2 separate regions of the Sus scrofa genome follow, and region 1 is linked to region 2. The links are chromatin contacts, called in public HiChIP or PLAC-seq maps. All regions are on one chromosome and are shown on one strand. The core of a region is the stretch at or near the end of the contact, and the rest is flanking DNA. Distances in the headings are between cores, read along the strand shown.

Evidence for each region. HiChIP or PLAC-seq counts read pairs in DNA pulled down with a chosen protein or histone mark.
Region 1: a contact with region 2 is called in an H3K27ac HiChIP or PLAC-seq map of alveolar macrophages, with 2.3 times the contacts expected there. The contact joins two enhancer-like sites. A contact is called at or near these places in 2 of 47 Hi-C or Micro-C datasets (embryonic fibroblasts and liver) and 1 of 2 datasets of contacts at active chromatin or transcription factors (alveolar macrophages).

The regions. Positions count from the first base shown.
Region 1 is chr2:25,983,018-25,986,105 of Sscrofa11.1, reverse strand. No RefSeq gene overlaps it. Among named protein-coding and RNA genes, the nearest start is that of MIR1343, 82 kb to the left of the region's middle. Within about 2 kb of position 1,270, at least 18 of the 83 cell types and tissues checked have an H3K27ac peak or open chromatin away from gene starts, as enhancers often do. A contact at or near this core is called in alveolar macrophages, where this site is marked.
Region 2 is chr2:25,647,529-25,650,552 of Sscrofa11.1, reverse strand. The region is part of intron 1 of SLC1A2 (excitatory amino acid transporter 2); the gene reads right to left. Among named protein-coding and RNA genes, the nearest start is that of SLC1A2, 45 kb to the right of the region's middle. Within about 2 kb of position 1,367, at least 2 of the 83 cell types and tissues checked have an H3K27ac peak or open chromatin away from gene starts, as enhancers often do. A contact at or near this core is called in alveolar macrophages, where this site is marked.

The sequences.
Region 1 (3,088 bases), core at 21-2,520, 340 kb before region 2:
ATGCCAATCATTGTATTTTCATACAATGGATAAATTCTTAAAATTTTTCATGAAAATCAAAACCATACGTTAAATGCAACGCTAAATGTTTTCCGAAAGTAAATAATCACCTTCTAATCTACCAAAAAGTAAATACAGGCCCAACGGTAGGATGTTGTTTTAAATTTAATTTGGCATTGTCCATTTAAAAAGTGATTGGGCTATCTTGATATATCCCCCAGTACCCCTCACGTCACCCACTTACAAAGCAGAACATTCAGCAGAACTTTGAATATTGTTCAGTGATTCTCAACTGTCACTTAATACTGTGCGTAGAAATTCACCAAAAAAAAAAAAAAAAAAAAGAACTAAGGGTTTGGGTTTGCATATGAATTCAGAGGTAGCCTGGGAGTTTGGGGGTTTCTAACTGTGGGCCCCCCAAGCCCTCTTTTTTTGGTGGTATTGACAGCTTCTTGTGAAAAGACAAAATGCCTGTGTTTTGGGTGTGGCTCCCAAATTTGCTTCTGTAAGTAGTGTGACTCATTTGTTGGGCTCACTTAATATAAAGTGGTGGGAAGTTGTGGGAAGAAAACTACTTAGCAGGAGAAAAATATAGTACTTTGGGGGTTTCTAATGGCTTTCCTGAGACGAGGTGTCTGCTGAGCTGAAATGGCATTAACACTTTGAAGGGTGTGTTCTGTGCCTGGCACAAGACATGAAGCTAGTATCATCTGCCGATTTCTACTGGGAAGGAAGGATCCTGACACTGATTGAACACCCGTCGTATGTGGGATCCTGAGCCAGGTGCTTTGCATTAAAAGATAGTGTTTTTTTAATCCTCATTAAAAAACCTTGTTTTATACATAAGGGGGCTAAGATTTAGAAAGATTTGACAGTCTTATTCATGGTTCCATAGCCAGCAAGTAGCTAAGAAAGCTTGGATTTTAAAGCCAATGTTCTTTCAGAATCCACTGGGCCTGGAAGGATGTACAGTAAATTCAGTTCACTGCTGGGAAAGTATGTGAAGGGCTTAAATTAGCAACTGCACCACCTTAAGAAAAGTTAAAGAGAACCCGTGTGTGGCAAAGGGAATTTTTTTTCTAGTAACAATTTTTATCACTTTGTACTTCCTGTGTCTGATGCTCTGTCTCCATAGTGAGGTTGCACCCAGCATGAGTATCCTGGGGCTCCATGAATATTACTCGTCTCTAATGTATTCCCTCAGTCCTTGTACGAGGCCGAATGCTGACGCCTGGGATGAGCCTCAGCAGACGTCAAACTTGTGTGTCATTTTATGAGTGAGAGCTTCTGAGCTGACTCCCATGAGCTGTGACTCACGGGGCTTCTAATTATAACTTGTCCTGGCTTCTCAGATAATGGGCTTGTCTCAATGGTTTCCAGGACAGATTAGATCAGTCCTATATTTTGTGGGTCTTTGGCGTACAGCCAAGTCGTGTTACCCTTTTAGAAACAGAGCGGAGACTGATGTGCTGTCCAGAGTGTGAATGGTGCCGCTAAAGTTTTCACAGTAACTTGACCACACCTCTTAGCAAGTGTTCTCAGGGTTCAGATGCCGGTGGTGGGGTTTGGCAGCCCTGCTTCAGCCCTCAACACTAGAGTGTACAAATCCTAAAAGAGCCTTGGCACCGTGAGAACATTCGTATCCCATGGCTGATGGGTCATAGACTTTACATCCCACAGAACCAGAAACTTAAGAACGAACACCAGAGGCAATAGCAATAGAGAGGGCAAAGAGAGGGCAGACCTAGAACAGAAGGCATGTCATCAGACCTGTGGAAACTGACAGACCATGTACTCGTGGGGCATGTCCTGGTGACGCTGGGAAGTCATTCGGTAGACAGTGCTGGCAATTAGTAGTCTTGCAAGGCACACAGCAAAAGCCTCTGAAACACAGGCTACACTGACACAAATGCAGGGTCTGAAAGCGACCTGAGAGCTCCAGTGTTTAATTAGCACACTTTACAGACCAACCACAGCTCAGAAAGGCGAGCGTTACACAGATGGGTAGAGCCCGCTATTTTTTCAATTCCCCGATTAACATTTTTAATGCACAACAAATACCTAAGTTTTTCCTCCAAGATTAAAATATTTTCCTGTGTTTATGAGTCAGTTGACTAAAACTGAGCTGGGATGGGGCGGTGATTGGGGTCATCTTAAAAGAAGTAGGCAATATAATTCAGGAGTTCCCATCATGGCACAGTGGTTAACGAATCTGACTAGGAACCATGAGGTTGTGGGTTCGATCCCTGGCCTTGCTCAGTGGGTTAAGGATCTAGCATTGCCGTGAGCTGTGGTGTAGGTTGCAACATGGCTTGGATCCCTCGTGGCTGTGGCTGTGGCTGTGGCTGGTAGCTCTAGCTCCAACTAGACCCCTAGCCTGGGAACCTCCATATGCCGCGGGAGCGGCCCTAGAAAAGGCAAAAAGACAAAAAAAAAAAAAAAAAAAAAAGACATAGGCAGTATAATTCAATGGCATATTTCCAGATGTAGAATCTTTAGAATGTGACGCCACATCTCAAGCTGTTTCTCTATGGTTCATGCAGAAATTTTTATAGTGAGCTCAGAGCTCAGGACTTGGAGGGTGAATCTGCACTGAGATTTTTTCTTTTCTGTCCTTCTTGTGTCCCTTCTTTACCTTTGCACCTCATCAACCCTGACCAAATTGCTGAGACAGCTCATGATGGGGTGAGGATGAGAAGGAGTCAGAAAAAGGGCAAGAGGGGCCTGGGGGCAGGTCTCAGCATGAGTTGAACTTGAAAGAGACCAAGACCATATGCCGAATATGAAGGGCCAAAGTCAAAGTAGACCCAAGCTCGGGAGCAGGCAGAGACAAGGTTCCAGAAGAATAGGAGCAAGCCAAGGAGAAGGGTCTGTGGAGGGAACAGCAGAGAGATTGCCAACACTTTCAACTTATAGGAACTACTAGAGCAACAGATTGGAGATCAAGCTTGGTGCGATTGTTCTGTCTGCTCTGGACAACAAATGAACATTAAATGCAGTGTATGTTTGCTCCATATATATTCCAAATGGTTAAAGTACAAGGTTACCAGACTTTCTCATTTCTACCCCTTATGACTGGTGACCTTGG
Region 2 (3,024 bases), core at 118-2,617:
CGACTAGGAACCATGAGGTTGCGGGTTCGATCCCAGGCTTCACTCAGTGGGTTAAGGATCTGGCACTGCAGTGACCTATGGTGTAGGTTGAAGATAAAGTGCGGATCCCGCGTTGGCTGTGGCTGGGGTGTAGGCTCGCAGCTGTAGCTCCAATGGGACCCCCTAGCCTGGAAACATCCATATGCCTTGGGGATGGCCCTAAAAAGCAAAAAAAAATTACTTTGTAAGGTGAGTACCCTCCTTAGTAGATACATTTTACAGATGAAGAAACTGAGGTATAAGGATTTCAGTCTCCTGCCTGAGCTCGGTAGCTTTGGCGCTTGGTGGTTAGGGATGCAAACGCAGGCAGTCTGGCTGGAGCACCTGGACTTCACCCACTACATCTCCCTGATAACTGTGTGGTCACAGATTTGGGCCTGTGTATACCCTGGGTGGACAGACTTTCAGAAGCACTAGGATCTGCCAAAGTAGGGCCTGAGCTGGGCCCTGTCTCAGACACAGTGACAGGAATGGAGCCTGCGGGAACACAGGGGCCCTCCAGTCACAGAATGGGAAAAGGGCTTCCTGGGCCCAGGGAACAAAACGCTGGCTGGCTCCTGTTCCGTCTCTCCTATAGCTCTTCTTCTGCACCTTCTCCTTGAATACCTTCTTTCAGACCTCAAGGCCCAAGGCCAAGTGCTGCTATTTCCATAACAGGGTAAAGTCCCTTCATGAGTGGAGCAAACCCAACGGGAACAACAGTCACAAGGATTCACCTCGGACTGTGCCACACAACAGAGGCTGAGCCGAGGACAGGAAGAAGCTGGTCCAGGGTAGGTATGAGGCCAGCTGTGGGTGAGGGGGAAAAGGCAGAAACAGGGCCAGAGAAGCAGAACCAAAGGTCAGAGGTGCAAGGTGAAACTAAATGGAAAAGGAGTGAACATACTAGAAACTGAGTAGATCAGAAACAGAGGACTGCAGGCTGGGCTGTATCAAGGTGAAGGATTGTGAGGGAGCCTATCTGCTGGGTGGGGGGCTGTGTGGCTAGCACAGAGTGAGTTGGAGGTACATTGGTCTGGGAATTGGACAGGGTGTTCCCTGCGCGTGGTGCAGAGTGCCGGGTCCAGGACCCAGACATCCTAGAAGCTGCAACACTGAATCGCATAAACCATGAGCCTGAGGAAGCAGAAGTCAGATCATGGGATTAGTTACTGTTCAAGTTTACTGAACTTTACTAAAGTGTTACAGAAACCCACCAAGACCCCAGGCAGCAAAGAGCACAGTGAATGAGAATGTGAGTTCCAAAGCCAGGGGCAGGGTTTGAATCCTACTCCTCCATCTCTGAGCTCTGTGATCTTGGGCAAGTTACTTAAACCATCTCTCAGTTTCTCTTCCGGTAAATCCAAAGCTTGTTAGTAGTTACATCATACAGTTGCAATGAGGACTGAATTCAACAATAGAGGTAACATTTAACACAATGCAGCTCAGAGAATAAAGCCTCAGTCACTCTCCCTGTAATCACTGTTACTATCATTATTAGCTCCTTTCAGAGACAAAGAAACCACAGCACAGGGATCTAAGTAATGTGAAAGGGATGGGGCTGGGAATTAAACCCGGCCGGCCGGTCTTTCTAGAGAAGCAGGTATGTAATCATCCTGCCTCATATCCTCATCATCCCACTTCATATCAATTCTGAGGATGAAGGTGAAGAGAAGGGACCACGGTGAGAGGCCCAGAAGAATACAGAACAGAGGAACAGAAGCGCAGAGCACAGAAAGGGAGCCTGGAGAGAGTGCAGAGCAGAGCCCAGGGCTGCTGGCACGGGTTAAGGGTGGGAGATGCGACACGTGCATCCGAAGAGCAGAGCACAGCCAGGAGGCCCTGGAGACTGAACCTCTACATGATCCTGGCAATCTGGGTTCAGTCATTCAGTTGAAATGAGCTTTCTAGATGGGACCTGAGGACCCGGTCCCTAAACCCTAAGGGTTTGCTGCAAGGTCATCACTCTGGCCAGAACCACACCTGAATTTGCAGACCTGAGAAGTGACACCGAGAGAGGACTGGCCCTGAGCTTCATAGGAAGGGGCCACAGAGGCTGCAGCCATGGTAGCAGCTGAGACGTGCTGAGTGATGACTACATGCAAGGTACTGTTGGAGGCAGCTCATGATTTAACTCAATCTCCACCACAACCTGAAGAGACCGTTTCTATATTATGCCCATTTTGTAGATGAAGCCATGAAAGCACAGAGAGGTCAAATAATAGTCACAAGGTCACAGAGCAGGTACATCACAGGGGCAGAAACAGAACCCTGGGACAAAACTCAGGCTCTCTGAGTCCGGAGTCTATACTCTTAACCTGTAGGATCTCTAATACACAACCAGGCTCATCTCAGAGGGACAGATTTATGATGCCTTGAAACTTTCATTTATAAATGGCTTCTCTGCCTGAGTCATCAAGGATATATAGAGCAGTCAACTAAAAAGCCAGAAATGGAGCAATTATTAGATAATCCCAACTTGAGAGGCATTCTACCAAATAGCTCATCAGTCCCCTTCAAAAGTGTCAAGGTCAAAAAGGACAAGGAAAGACTGAGAAACTGTCCCAGATGGGAAGAAAAGAGACAGCTAAATGCACTGGGGGATCCTGGATTGGATCCCAGCACTGAGAGAGGACCTGTGTGGAAAACCGGGGTAAATCTGGAGTTCCCGTCATGGCGCAGTGGAAACGAATCTGACTAGCATCCATGAGAATGCAGGTTCGATCCCTGGCCTCGCTCAGTGGGTTAAGGATCTGGCGTTGCTGTGAGCTGTGGTGTAGGTTGCAGGTGTGGCTTGGATCCCGCATTGCTTGGCTGTGCTGTAGGCCGGTGGCTACAGCTCTGATACATTCCCTAATCTGGGAACCTTCATGTGCCACGGGTGCAGCCCTAAAAAGACAAAAAAAAAAAAAAAAAAAAAACCTGGCGAAATCTGAATGAGTTCTGATAGTATTGGGGCAAGGTTAATTTTAGTCTTAATCAATGTTCTGTGGTTATGTAAAATGC